Regions from separate parts of the Mus musculus genome. Here all the other regions are linked to region 1. The links are chromatin contacts, called in public promoter capture Hi-C maps. All regions are on one chromosome and are shown on one strand. Each heading gives the region's core, a stretch centred on a gene start, on an enhancer-like site or on the middle of the called end of the contact. The rest is flanking DNA. Distances are from core to core; before and after follow the strand shown. Region 1 holds the start of Nyx (nyctalopin). Region 2 holds the start of Med14 (mediator complex subunit 14). Region 3 holds the start of Atp6ap2 (ATPase, H+ transporting, lysosomal accessory protein 2). Region 4 holds the start of AA414768 (expressed sequence AA414768). Region 5 holds the start of 1810030O07Rik (RIKEN cDNA 1810030O07 gene).

Region 1 (2,700 bases), core at 86-2,585:
TTATTTATTGTTACATACATATTTGTGTGCATGTGAGTATGAAATATGCACGCGCGTGTGCACACACACACACACACACATATCCAACCTGCTCAGTCCATTTTTGTTGGTGATGTGTGTGTGTGTGTGTGTGTGTGTGTATGTGTGTTCAAGGCTGACCATTCTGCATTAGACAACCAATTAAGGATGCTCATTACTGGGAGAGGCTAGTCATCTTTCCCAAAGCCATTAGTTGCCTGTAGGTAGCTCTTTGCCTAAGGATGGGGCCTGGTGGATTTCCCCTTCCCTGAGAACATGTCTGTGATATTACCTTTGTTCTGGTTTGTTTATGCAGTCATTTGTAGGAGAGACCATTTCACAGCAGACTTCCTTCTCTTCATCGATGCTCCCTGAGTCATAGATGCAGGAGTGGTGGTGTAGGTGTATCCATTGGGCCTGAGCTCCCTAGAATCTATTGCTCCAGTTGTGGTTTTCTGTGGTAGCCTCCATTTGCTGTAAGGAGAGGGTTCTTTCACGAGGAACGGTAGCCACATGTATCCAGGAAAGGCGACTCTCAAACCTAACAGGATTTTAAATTCAAGTCCAGGTGAGGAAAATGTTTTAAAGCTCACCCATTTTTTCAAATAGACGCCTCAGGGGTTTTGTGGGGTGGAAGATCCCATCCCATCTCAGGCCCGACAGACTTCTTTGTCCCTAGATCCATTCCTTTGACAGGTGGAAAGTGGAAGCCTTTGTATCTTTTCTTTGCTGGTCAGCTTCAAGCTCTAGCCTCGTGTATGTCTGTCAAACACTAATTTTCTAAGTGGCAAAAGGTGCCTATCTGAGAGCAGCAGGGAGGCCCAAGCCTCTCCCAGCATTTGTTTTTCTGACAGGTCATCAGCAGAGACTCAGTTGCCTGGTGGCTCAACATTGCACAGACTCAGGTATCTTCGATGGCTTGTCTTCTGAAATCAGATGTTCCGGGATCTTTTGCCTGCCTTGAATACCTGTGATAAGAGAATTCTGAAACTCTCTAAATTAAGTTACAGGCCAGAGAATGGAGGAAGAGATCAGATGAGATTATTTTAACTGACAGCTTCCAGCTAAATCAACAAAGAAAAGGACAAATCTGCTGCACTGCATTGTTGCCCTGTGTGCCGAAGACTACCCATTGAAGGTCACCTCACTTTCAGCTTTCAGAACGGACTTGCCAAAATGCAGCAATTCTGCTATGGACTGACTAACCCTTCACTCCTGGGACTCTGCCCAATTCCTCTTATCCTAGTCCTTCTGATCACAGATCAGAACAATTCCTTTCTTCCCCCTAACATTTTATTCTAAAGCCTCTAGCTCCTTAGGTCCATAACTACTGATTTCAACTGTTGTCTGGCCGTGCTGCTGGTGGCTTAGGAAACCTGTCCCAGGACCTCTTTCACCTCTTAGCATGTGTCAGCGCCATCAACCATTGTTTCAGAGGCCTCTTTGAGACTGGGACATTGATTTGATACTTGGCAGTTCCCTGCTGCATTGAGTTTGGGTCTTTTCCTTGGGCAAGGCAGATGGGCCTACAGCTCTATTTTTGGAGGCCACAGAGAGTGGCGATTTCACATGCAGCTCCTGGAACGTGCATTTTGGAGTATTAGGGCAGCGAGTCTGTTGAGAAGCACAGCAGAAGAAATCCTGGGCCAACCCTTTATGTGCTGTGTCAGACTGGCTTATTATCCACCCTCCTGACTCCAGGGTCAGTCAGGTGAGTAGGTCACTGAAGGACCCTCTCCAGAGGGACTTTTGGCAGGCTGTCCTTTGACCAGGGCAGCTAGCCTTCCAGCGACTTCAGGTGCGTGACTAAGATTTCCGGCTCAGGCGTGCCCCGGGCCTTTCCGGGCCAGGCAGCCGCCCCCGCGCCGCCATGCTGGAGCCTGCTTCCTGGCGGGGACGATAAGATAGGTTGCGGTGGCACTGGTCCAGCGCTGGAGCTTCAGCGCCCTCTGATGGGCAAGCCTGGGAGGGCGGGGCCCATGCTCGGATGCCCCGCCCCACCAGACCTTGGGAGCGGGCGGGGCTGCAGCACGGGTTACCCGCAGTGGCTGTCCAGGTTTCGCAAGGACGTGACCTTGAGAGGGAAAAAGTCCCCTGGTGCGTCACGAGTGGTTGCTAACCCGGGCTAGCGAGCTGAACTAGTTTTCGAAATCCAGAGAGGTGGGAAGGAATAGGGACTTAAACGTTCATACTGGGGACTCGTGGCCAGCTGCCCCTCTACGACCGACCGCCAAGGCACGCTTTGTGCGCAGGACCCGGAATCCGGTACGAGCCTGCATCCCGACTTTGTCTGGGCCTGTCCTTGGGGTGACGTCATTCTGAGAGTCAGCAGAATAAGTAGCGTCCCCTGCTGCAGTCCAGAGCTAAGGCTGTGAATTCAGGTCGATTCCCCCAGCCCTACAAGGAGCCAGGGATTCCAACAAAAGGATGGTTTCAGCTAAGGCAGTTTAGGGGTGCCTCATCCTGATCTCACATAGGCAGTGAGGGTGACTCTTTGGCTTCTTACTGGAATCTCAGGAGAGAAAACAAAAAAAAAAAAAAAACAACAAAAGCAAAACAACAAAAACCAACCATAACCTAGGCGACCAATTCCTTGCTCTGCCTTCAGCATTGTAACCTCAAGTTTTCTGAAGAAGCTTCGTCTGATTAGAACAACTTGGTGTGGAATTTTGTGAAAAGAGG
Region 2 (2,700 bases), core at 123-2,622, 700 kb before region 1:
AATGTTTTACAAGAGTAAGTGAAGCCCGCCCTAATTCTTTTAGTCATGTACAATGTAATTCTCCAGTAACAAAGTATTGCAAGATACATCCTAGCGTCTACATACTAACGTATTTCCCTGGAAACCTGAGGGAGCCTAACAATAGGTAAAAAGAAAACTTTTATGGACCTCAGGTAGAAGATGCTAAAGAGTTTCAAATTTTCCTAGTACCTTTTATTCACATAGTGAACCATCCGTGTAGTCGGCTTGTACTCTGAAGGTATTAACACCCTAATCACGCCCCAAGGCATTTCATAGGTAACTAGACTGAAACCCGGAGGCTCATTAGAAAAAAAGTATTCTACTTTCACTACATCCATAAAGACTTAACACGCTTTCAAATGTTGCAGAAAGAATCAGAATTTATAATGTAATTGTTTTACACAGAATCGACCTCCGGCATTTTAAGAGAAACAATTGCAACCTTCATTTAAAACATTGTCAAAAAAGATGTAAAACATTTCCCTTCGTTGAAAATCCCGTTCAGTTCGAATTCTACGTAGTCCTCAATGCTTACTCTTCGACTTAGGTTTTTAGAAAATATTCCACATAGAAATTAATACACTTCTGTTGGGAACTCAAGACAAAAATCCCAAAGACAATCTTCAGCGCAAGTGTTAACATGCGAAACTAACCAGTCTCCGTGCTTTCATCGTCAACCAGATCCCCAATAGTTACCTCCTCCCTGTCCCCAGAACCTAAACCCCATGAATTTCCAAATTCTACGCTCAGCAGCCTAGCTCAGTAAATGGCAAGCATAAGCCTCTCTTGAAGGCGGGAAGGGCAAGTGAGGAGCCGGGAAGCAGGCATGGGTTCGCAGCACTTACAAGTCCGTCAACACCATAAGCTCCGAGTAGGCCCGGTGGAGCAGAAATTCGATGAGCGTGCTAAGCCGGTATCCAGGGCTAGCTGCCGCCGCAGCTGCCGCCGCCACAGCGGCTGCGGGCGGCGGGGGAGCCGGGGCAGACGCGGAGCCGCTGCTGCTGCCTCCGCCGCCGCTGCTGCCACCGCCGCCGCCAGGAGGGATCAGCTGGTGGTTGTCCAGCTGCACTGGGGCCATGGCGGCGTACAGCCCGGCTCGGGGCAACCGCCTGAGATGCGGCCCTGGAGCCTCCTCCCGGGCTCGGTGACCGCACCGAGGCGGGCGCGGGCAGAGTGGCCGCCGCCTAGCGCCAGGCCGCCTCTGAACAGGAAGCCGAGCCCAAGCTGCGGAGGCCCGCCCCCATGTAGGGCCGGGCCGGCCGGCCGCAGGGAGGCGAGCGTGGGGCGGGAGGGCAGAGAGGCGGGCCGGCCGCCACTCAAGTGGGGAAGCTTCCGCGACTGCTCAGCGGCCGCCCGGCCGGCGGGTTATAGCGTCCATGTTGCTGGGCCGAGAGCGGAAGTCGCCAGGCAGAACGGAAGGGGAACCCGCGGGAGGCCCTTTCCAAAGGCAACCTGCGACCGTTCCCCGCGCTGTGCTGTTCTGGGGGACAGGAGGAGGGGGTGCGTGGGAGAGGGGCGGAGCCAGGAGGTGCGTGGGCGGGAAAGCGGAAAGGGGGGTGGGCGCAAGGCGCCGGAAGCCGCGCCGCCAGTCCAGCGGCCGCGTCACAGTAACGTCAGTGGTCCCTAAGCGCTCTTTTTCCCCGCCTAGGCGACCGCAGCGGGACGGTGAACGGAGAAGGGTTGGCGGAGAAACCACCCGTCTCTCCTCTCGGGGCCCCAAAAAGGCGGCCTGCGGCGACCGCGCGCTGTGACTGTCCAACGCACGCTCCGCCCATAGGCGACCCTGGCGCGACGCGTGGGAGAAAACGTTACAGTCTCTTTTTTTCCTTTTTCCTTTTTTTTTTTTGTCAATTGTGGGACAAGAGCAACGACACAATAACGTCATTTGAATGCAGTCTCCTGTGTGCCGCGCCTTTGCTGTCACCCAAAGCCCAACATTGAAACACATGTAGTCCTTAAATCCTTTGCTGGTGTTCTTGGCTTTTGTCCCTGCCCTTGCAGTAGCCGCCCTATCCTGCCTGGGTTTTCATCTTTCCAACTACAGCCTCTTTCTCCCAAAATCCACATGTTTTGTCTGTTTTCTAATCTTGGCTTCTGTTTGAAACGAACTGCAAGCCTTTAAACATGTCTGTGGGTTCCCTCCACCTCCATAGATTCGGAAGCAATTGGTCTTTCGTGATGTCTGGGCTTCGAAAGTTTTTTTGTGTGCGTTTATTTTTGTTTTTTGTTTAGTAACCTAGCTATTCTCACGCACAAGTCACGGAAAAATTAACTGTTAAAAGCGTCTATTTTTGTGACCCTACCTAAACATCGTTTTGCAGCTTCATCTCTCGCAGGTGTAACAGATGCTCATGCTGATCGTAAGGTTAGACAATTCTCTTTGTTCTCCACTTGTACAATTGCAGTGCTCTTGATTCTTGGTCTCACTGTGTTGTCGGGGCTGGCATTTTTTAGCTCTTGAGCTCAAAGTAATTGGGATCACAAGCTCCTCCACTACCTCATCCATTTTTCAGATTGATAAATCATGTATTTATGGGGTACAGTGTTAAATTGCATATGTTTATGGGGTACAGTGCATGAATACACTCCCGAATGAACAAATCGGACTCATTGACTTTGATCACCTCTCATACTTTATTCTTTGTGGTGACAGCTAGAATATACCACCACCTCCTGCCA
Region 3 (2,700 bases), core at 6-2,505, 870 kb before region 1:
TATCTTACGTCTGTGTACTGAACACTGTCCAGCCATTTCCAATGGTTCCTCCACTTGTACTTAATGAATTGTAGTTCTTCTGTGTACAAGTCAAGGTCTTTTAAAAGAAATTATTTTCCTGAGGTATGGCTCAGTGGTAGAGCACTTGCCTAGATTGTGCACAGATCTGGAGTTCCATCCCCAAACGATAAAGGAAGGAAGGAAGGAAGGAAGGAAGGAAGGAAGGAAGGAAGGAACTAAAATTTTAGCTCTATCCTTCTATCCTATAAAATCTCTTTTGTCCAACTAAACATTTAAAAGTTCATCGGAAGAGGCATTTCCCTACCATATATGCTATACTCTTTCTTTACACTTTCCACATCCTCCACTTACATATTAAAATCATATTCATCTTTCAAGGTCATCAACTGAGAAGTTGTTTTCTAACCACAGATTATGGGCAATGTCACTTCTTGCCTTACATCATAGGTAAGAGGCTATGAGCCAAGGGATGATTTTGGTCTAATTAGTGTGTCTAGCCGTCACATAGCCTCCCTGAACTCCTTATTCAGATTAGAAAATATTAATTATTTCAGAACGAAATAATTAATATTCTATCGGATCACTCCTTGTGTACGCAGTGTTTGGAGGCAGAGTTGTTCAATACAGTAAATCAAAAAACAGGATACCCTGTTATATTTCACTTTCAGACAATGGATACTTCGTATATATAAAAATAAGTAAAACAAATATTTTAGACACACTAAAAATCACTCTTTGCAACTCAGATTCAAGCGGGAGTCCTATATTTTAAGTAGCATCTCTTCTAGATGGACAGGGGTTCCCCTAGGCGCCAGGCTTCCTTCCCTCAGGTACTCAGCGTCTGTGTACTCCAGAGAGCAAAACCTGAGCTAGCCCAGCGCTTTCCATCTGTCAGTCGCAGCGGGCGGGAGGTGCAAGACCGGGAAAGACCGAAGCCTGGGTTGAAAATCGTCACCGGAGGTTGGACAAAGAGTCCACACCCGGGAGTAAGCCTCACTGTGGGCTTTCGAGAACCTGCAACCAGTGGGGCCACCTGCTCTAACCGCGGGCCCTACCCTTCATCTCGTGACCGGTCGTTGTGGGCCGGCGGGACAGAACCGCCCTGTTCTTAAAACTCTTGACTCCTATTGGCAGAGCATGCCATTCATCACGTTCGCCTCCGCCCCAATTGCTGACGTCGACCAGGCTACGTCTCGCTCGTGTAGCGGCGTAGTTGGCGATTGGCTGAGACCTTGTCTTGGAGCGGCTAAAGGGGAGGGGCTTGGGGATCGGAACCGTCGGGAGCGCGTCACTCGGTCGAGCTGCAGTGCTCGCTTGAGTCCCGGCGTCCCTTTTCGTGTGGCTCATCTCCGCTTCAGCAACCGTGGCACCATGGCTGTGCTGGTCGTTCTCCTGTTCTTTCTGGTGGCGGGTGAGTAGCTGGGAAGCACTGCGGGAAGCTAGGGGGCGCGGGGACCCTGGGAGGGAGCGGCTGCTGGCGGGGGCCGCAGTGGGGGCGGTCTGGGCTTGGCGGCCCTCTTCGGGGTTCTGGACCTTGATCTGGCTCGGGCGGAGCGGCCTTGTGGTCTCTGGAGACGAGCAGGGCCACCTGGGGGGACTCCGGAGCTGACATCAGCCTTTGGGGGTAAAGGCGCGTAGCCGCTTAGGACCCAGTCCTCCCATTTGTCTGATCACTCCTTCCCTGTTCAAGGCCCTTTGGAGGATGGGTTTGCATTTCTTAATACACCGTTGAACCACAACCCACTACCAAGGAAAGGTTAGCTAACAATTTAGCTGCCGCTTTTTAGCTGCTGTCTTTTTTCCACCTTCATTTCTAATGGTTGTTATTGACAACGGGTGAACCCTTACCTCCCTCATATATACATATCAGGATGTGAAGTTGAGTCATCGTTTTTTAAATAATGATTATTTCTTAAGATGATCGCAATTTCTTAGTATTGATTTCAGTTCCCAATTTGAAGGATTTGGAGAGCAGGGTATGAGTCATGCTTTTAGGATCACATGTCAAATAAATGGTAGCTTTCTTAGTGGAACCTACCTAGGCTCTCTAACATGGAATAAGAAGAATGGAAATGAGCTAATATTTGGCCTGTGGCTTGAGTATCATGTAGTAATGCATTTCGTTTACAGTAATCCTTAGAAGAAAGTATTCCCATTTTGCAGAGTATGAATCAAGCTGGGTATGACAAGGGGAATATGTATCAAAGCTGGGCATGACAAGGGGAATATGTATCAAAGCTGGGTTTGAAGACAGACAGATCAGTTGACTTCCAAGAAGGGGATGGATGCCTTTCCACTCTGTGTGTGTGGCACAGGGAGTGCTGTGTGGCAACGTGGGAGTAGTGGGACAGACGCTGAGCTTGCAGACAATAAGATACAATAAGTCAAGTGAAGCCAGGCATGGCGGTGCATGCTTTTAATCCCAATACTTGGGAGGCAGAAGCAGGTGGATCTCTTGAGTTCGAGGCCAGCCTGGTCTACAGAGTGAGTTCCAGGACAGCCAGGGCTACACAGAGAAACCCTGTCTCAAAAAAAAAAAAATCAACTGGAGAGCACCTTGGGGAGGAATGGGTGTTTTGTGTCAAAGAGATACCTTGTGCCTGTGCTGTGTGAGATGCTGGTCCTACTTTTGGAATGGCAGTTGAAGTGAAAAAGACCTAGTAATGGTTTTGAGCACCA
Region 4 (2,700 bases), core at 1-2,500, 520 kb before region 1:
GGGGCATGATAAAAATAAATAAGTAAATAATAAAAGAAAAAAATGACTAGTGATAACAAAGATGTGGAGAAATTGGGCCCTTGCTGGGCTGGAAGTAGCTGTGAAGTTTCCTTTAAAAAAATCTATGTACAGGCCAGGCAGTGGTGGTGCACACCTTTAATCCCAGCACTTGGGAGGCAGAGGCAGGAGGATTTCTGAGTTCGAGGCCAGCCTGGTCTACAGTGTGAGTTCCAGGACAGCCAAGGCTACACAGAGAAACAATGTCTTGAAAACCAAACAAATCTATGCACAACCTAAAGCCTTCTGAGTCCACCAAGCCTGCTTGTGCTTATTAGAAGCAAAAGCAGGAGCTCTCTCCTCTCTTTCTCCTCACTCTCTGTCTGTCTGTCTGTCTGTCTCCCCCCCCCCCCCACTCACTTACTCACTCACACACTCTCTCCTCTCTATCTCCCCAACTCAGTGTCTGTGTTTTGTATGTGCAAGATAACCTCCCAGTCTGCCTCTCATACAGCACTGGGATTACAGGCATGCCTTAGGCTAGGCCACGCTTTTTATACAAGCGCTGAAGATTTGAACTTCTCATGCTTGAGCATCGAGTGATACTTATTTGCTGAGCCATCTTTCAGCTCTGAAATCAGTGACCCATGTTCACTGTAGCAGTATTCAAGATAGCCACGATATGGAAGCAACTAAAATGACTGTTGAAATGAATCGAGAAAACAACCGACCGGGAATGTAGCTCAGGTTGTAGAATGCTTGCCTACATGCTCCAAGCCCTGGGTTCCATCTTTAGCCTTTAGCACTACACAAACTAGCTGTGGTGGTGCATTCCTGTAGTTCCCACCATCCAGGAGGTGAGGGTAGAAATATCAGAAGTTCACATTTCTTTTAAAATCAGCTTGGGGCCATAGCTTGCACGCCTAGAATGCTTGTGGCCTTGGCTTCCTTTCCCAGGAGGCCATAAACTGGGTGTGGTGGCGCTGTGAAATCAGCACTGGGTGAGGAGGGAGGTAGAGGCTGGAGGTTCAGGCGTTCAAGGCCATCTTTGGCTACACAGAGTTCAAGACCAGCCCCCATTATTCAAGACTATGTTTCAAAACAAAATTAAAAAAAAAAAAGAACAAAAGGTTCCGTTATGCAAGATGAAAAGGCCCTGTAGATCATTGTGCGACACAGTGCTTAGACTTATGACTGAGGCGGCCACGCTCTGCGGGTCGCGGAGGCGGGCAGAGGCGGAGCCGCAGGAGCCCGGCCCGGCGGCCCCAGGGGCGGTGGCAGCCCAGCAGGCGTCTCGCGGGGCCTCTTTGCTTCCACACTCGTCTCAGAGGACCCAAAAGGAAGGATGTCGTCGGGGCTTAAGGCCGAGCTGGAGTTCCTAGCGTCCATCTTCGACCAGGACCACGAGCGGCTGCGCATCGTGAGCTGGCAGCTGGATGAGCTGCAGTGTCAGTTCCTGGTGCCGCCGGCGCCCGCGGGCAGCCCGCCCTCGCCGCCGCTCACCCTGCACTGCTCCATCACCGAGTCCTACCCATCTTCGCCGCCGATATGGTTCGTGGACTCTGACGATCCAGATCTCACATCGATCCTGGAACGACTGGAAGATTCGAAGCCCAACAGTTCGCTTCGTCAGCAGCTCAAGTGGCTGATCTGTGAACTCTGCAGCTTATATAACCTGCCTGAGCACCTGGATATGGAGATGCTGGACCAGCCGGTCCCCATGGCTCAGAAGGCGACCATCGAAGAGGTGCCTTCAGAAGATGAAGGTGAAGATGCAGCTGACGGGGTGGAAGACTTGGACCATTATGAGCTGAAAGAAGGAGGAGGAGGAGGAGGAGGAGGAGGAGGAGAAGAAGAAGAAGAAGAAGAGGCTAGTAGCGAGAAAAAGTCAGAGGATGAAGGGCTTGAGAAAGAGCATTTGGCAATATTAGAGAATATCAAGAAGAGCCAAAGGCAAGAGCATTTGAATGGTACCGTGTCTGGCTCGGTGCATGCTTCAAACAGACTTATGAAAGAACTCAGAGATATATACAGATCGCAGAGCTACAAATCGGGGACTTATTCCGTGGAACTGATAAACGACAGCTTATATGACTGGCACGTTAAACTGAGGAAGGTTGACCCCGATAGTCCCTTGTACGGTGACCTTCAGCTCTTGAATGAAAAAGAAGGCATTGACTATATTTTGCTTAACTTCTCTTTCAAAGATAACTTTCCGTTTGATCCTCCATTTGTTCGCGTCGAGTTGCCTATTCTCTCTGGAGGGTATGTTTTGGGTGGAGGGGCGTTGTGTATGGAACTGCTCACCAAACAGGGCTGGAGCAGCGCCTACTCCATTGAATCAGTCATCATGCAGATCAATGCCACCTTAGTCAAAGGCAAGGCCAGGGTGCGCTTTGGAGCAGATAAGAATCAATATAATCTAGAAACAGCCCAACAGTCCTATGACTCCGTCGTGCAGATGCATGAGAAAAAGGGCTGGTTCACTCCTCCAAAGGAAGATGGGTAAATAGTAGACTGTGGTGTATTTGGAACAAGGTAGCTTTAAAGACACAAACAAGCTTTGCATATCTTTGTAACAGTAGTGCGGAAGATATTAGCTAATTGGTGTTTTAGTGGATAAACTGTCAACTGACCACCAGTAGAAGTCCCAACCTTTTCATTTTGCTTACTGTGGGGGTCTTGGGCTGAACTGTGAGCCTT
Region 5 (2,700 bases), core at 122-2,621, 790 kb before region 1:
GCTCCAGGAACCAAAGTGCAGAGAGAGGCATTAAGGCTCAGTCAAGAATGAAGTGACAGCAGTGGGTTCCCTTCCAAGCTGATCTTGTGGCGGCGTCTTCTTTATTTGGATTCCCTCCTTCCCAGGTGGTTTTAAGCCAGGTGTGTCAAACTGACGGAAAACTAGCTAGCACAAACCAAGATAATAGTAAAGCAATTTGTCAATTTGCATTTGGAAGCTACTTCTGACACCTCCCTCCACTCACTACACAGCTTCCAGGCAACATCAAGAAATCCAAGCAAATTCCCAATCAGACTAGGCATTAAGTCACAGTGACAAAATCTAAACACAGGCCTAACAACCCCTACCTCATAACTAATATTTCTACCTTCTAAAAATGTATACCTTAGCTAAGCATCCTCTTGGCACGCACGCCACAGCAAAAGTAAGCCTTTTTTTAAAGTCTGCTGTAAAGTAAACCTTAACTGTTCTTCCATGTCTCTCAGCCTGTATTGTTTTTCCCCTTATTTTAAGACAGCGTCTTACAATAAAACTCAAGTGCCTGCAGGAAGCGAAGAAACAGAGGCGTTTATTTTACTGAGCTTAGATGGGTCCACTCTAGTATCCCCTCACCACTACGCCACTAGACCCCAGAGAACCAACCTATCTTCTAGTATTTCTGTACTTTCTGAAGTCCCAGCTTGCACTCAAAACCCACCCTCCACCCTGGGGCACCAGGAGCAACTTCATATGCTTTCCTCCAGGCTACAAGTACTTACCTTGGCTACCTCCCAAGGGTCTTTGGGCCAGAGGCCTGGCTTGCAATTTCCCCAGTGCACGTCTCCATTTCTGTTGATGTGATGCCTCAAGATCTCGTGTTTCCACTCTGCGCATACCTGACACTGAGGCTGAAACTACAGAGGGCAGAGGTGAGGAGGGACTGGGGTGGGCGGGGCAGCAAAACAGGAACACCCCGGAAGTAGGAAGCAGTCCCGCCCCGGGAAGGAAAAAGACTGCAAGCATACGGAATAGGGGGACAAGCTGTGGAGACGCGCCCGAGTTCGGGGTCAGCAGCTCACCTGGCGAGCGCGCGGGCTGCACCGGGAACCGCCGCGGCAGGTAGCATGGGGTCCAAGGCCAGGGACTGCAGCCAGCAGTCCACGGTGAAAGGAGAGCACTTCACGGTCTATGAAACCTTGCAGGCAGCTGCGCAGCAGCAGCAGGCAGTGTCCTGCTTTCACCCAGTTTTTGTACTCGGCGCAATTGAGGCGGGCTGCCAGCTCCGACACCACCATGTCTTACTCCTGAAGGCGGGGCCGGCGGTAAGCACGCGCAGCACCCTGGGATGCTCCCACGCAGCGCAGGCGTAGCCCAACCCCCAAAACGTCCAGACGTTTAGCGTCACTGTGCGGTGTACACTTCAGAGGCTAGAGGCTGGCCACTGTTTCCGCTCCAGGAAGTGGCAGCTCCACCCCCGCTTAAAGGAACCGCTTTGGTTTGTGGACATGGAACATTTAGACTAATCCTTTTAAAGCTTTAATTTTTATTCCTGAATACCCTGCCAACCCTCTAACCAACCTGATCCCCTCCTGATGTGCTGACCTTTTTATTGTAAAGAGGAATGCTCAAGGTGTGTTTCTCGAATGACATGTTCCTTGCATTGTGCAATTCTACAAAATTAACTCATCCCTAAACCCACTGAACAGCAAATTCGGGGTATCAATAACATGCTTACCCTCACCTGAAGCAGGGGGCCTATTGTATTGTGTGCCATGCTCCCCAGTACATATGTTAAAGTGACACTAGGACCAGAAACTCCTTAACTAGAGTACCTGGCAGGAAGAAGCAAAAGGGATAATGTACTTCCTGGATTTGGACAGCTCAGAAAAGGGTTATTTCAGCTGCACAGGGAAGCCATATGCTACACAGACCAGAATGCATTAGATTGTCAACATCAAGTGAGAAAACATGTTTTAGATGCTTTGAGTGAGGTTTTTTGACCTTGGCAAACATATTGAAGTGGTATGGAATCAAAAGAGTCGGAAGGAACACTGTAAACAGAGAAGCCTTGCACAGGCAATGGTAAGGACCACTAGCTCTGGGCTCAAACTCTCAATTTTTTGTGTTTTGATCTTGGCTGATCCTAATTTTAATATTATTAAGACGTTATTTCCTTCTTTGTAACTCGGTTTATCATCTGTAAGAGGAGGTTATTAATACTTACCTCACAGTGTGGTGAGGAGCATTTATACAGATGGGAACACTTACAATGATGCCTGGCACACATTAAGCTTTGAGTAAATGCTAACTTATTTTATATTGACGCAAATATGCTCTTTCATCCACTGTTTACATTATTGGACATTTTATCAAACCACTGGCCAGTTGGAAGTGGGGACAATTTATAAAAAATAGAGACCAGATGTGATGATCTGAAGACTCAAAGTACAGTCAGTGTAGGCAGGCTCTGTAATACTTTAATAAAGTATATACCAATTTTGTCTTACTAACCTCAACATTAGACCCATTCAAAGCAAATGATGGGAAATACCCTATTCCCATCAAATCAAATCAAATCAAATCAAATCAAAAATTCCAAAAAAAACCCACCTCTGAATGAAGTCTACATTAGGACTTTCCTTTTTCTGACTAAAACATTTTCTGTAAGTATGAACTTTGTATCAAGAACAACTGAAAGGGGGGCCTGGGAGTAGGGAACAG

What was found. Promoter capture Hi-C pulls out the DNA fragments that hold promoters and counts their contacts. Capture Hi-C pulls out chosen DNA fragments and counts their contacts.
Region 2: a contact with region 1 is called in a promoter capture Hi-C map of erythroid cells, with 30 times the contacts expected there. The contact joins the promoter of Med14 here to the promoter of Nyx in region 1. A contact is called at or near these places in 2 of 39 promoter capture datasets (erythroid cells and pre-B cells), 1 of 115 datasets of contacts at active chromatin or transcription factors (embryonic stem cells) and 1 of 9 other capture datasets (liver).
Region 3: a contact with region 1 is called in a promoter capture Hi-C map of adipose tissue, with 5 times the contacts expected there. The contact joins the promoter of Atp6ap2 here to the promoter of Nyx in region 1. A contact is called at or near these places in 2 of 39 promoter capture datasets (erythroid cells and liver) and 1 of 9 other capture datasets (adipose tissue).
Region 4: a contact with region 1 is called in a promoter capture Hi-C map of embryonic stem cells, with 4 times the contacts expected there. The contact joins the promoter of AA414768 here to the promoter of Nyx in region 1. A contact is called at or near these places in 5 of 39 promoter capture datasets (embryonic stem cells, liver, pre-B cells and 1 more), 1 of 15 datasets of contacts at CTCF or cohesin (large pre-B cells) and 1 of 115 datasets of contacts at active chromatin or transcription factors (large pre-B cells).
Region 5: a promoter capture Hi-C map of erythroid cells shows a contact between it and region 1, with 28 times the contacts expected there. The contact joins the promoter of 1810030O07Rik here to the promoter of Nyx in region 1. A contact is called at or near these places in 9 of 39 promoter capture datasets (the 3T3-L1 cell line, the C10 cell line, cranial neural crest and 5 more), 1 of 484 Hi-C or Micro-C datasets (pre-B cells), 1 of 115 datasets of contacts at active chromatin or transcription factors (large pre-B cells) and 1 of 9 other capture datasets (liver).

The regions. Positions count from the first base shown.
Region 1 is chrX:13,459,755-13,462,454 of GRCm38.p6, forward strand. It overlaps Nyx (nyctalopin), which reads left to right and starts at 1,336. Exons shown (of 4, transcript NM_173415.5): 1 at 1,336-1,729.
Region 2 is chrX:12,760,601-12,763,300 of GRCm38.p6, forward strand. It overlaps Med14 (mediator complex subunit 14), which reads right to left and starts at 1,373. Exons shown (of 31, transcript NM_001048208.1): 1 at 867-1,373. The coding sequence starts at 1,099. It overlaps Gm14634 (predicted gene 14634), which reads left to right and starts at 1,678. Exons shown (of 5, transcript NR_045852.1): 1 at 1,678-2,386.
Region 3 is chrX:12,586,504-12,589,203 of GRCm38.p6, forward strand. It overlaps Atp6ap2 (ATPase, H+ transporting, lysosomal accessory protein 2), which reads left to right and starts at 1,256. Exons shown (of 9, transcript NM_027439.4): 1 at 1,256-1,432. The coding sequence starts at 1,393.
Region 4 is chrX:12,935,623-12,938,322 of GRCm38.p6, forward strand. AA414768 (expressed sequence AA414768) reads left to right here and starts at 1,251. Exons shown (of 1, transcript NM_001272033.1): 1 at 1,251-2,700. The coding sequence starts at 1,343. The coding sequence ends at 2,506.
Region 5 is chrX:12,672,268-12,674,967 of GRCm38.p6, forward strand. 1810030O07Rik (RIKEN cDNA 1810030O07 gene) reads right to left here and starts at 1,372. Exons shown (of 7, transcript NM_175141.6): 1 at 1,059-1,372; 2 at 759-893. The coding sequence starts at 1,274.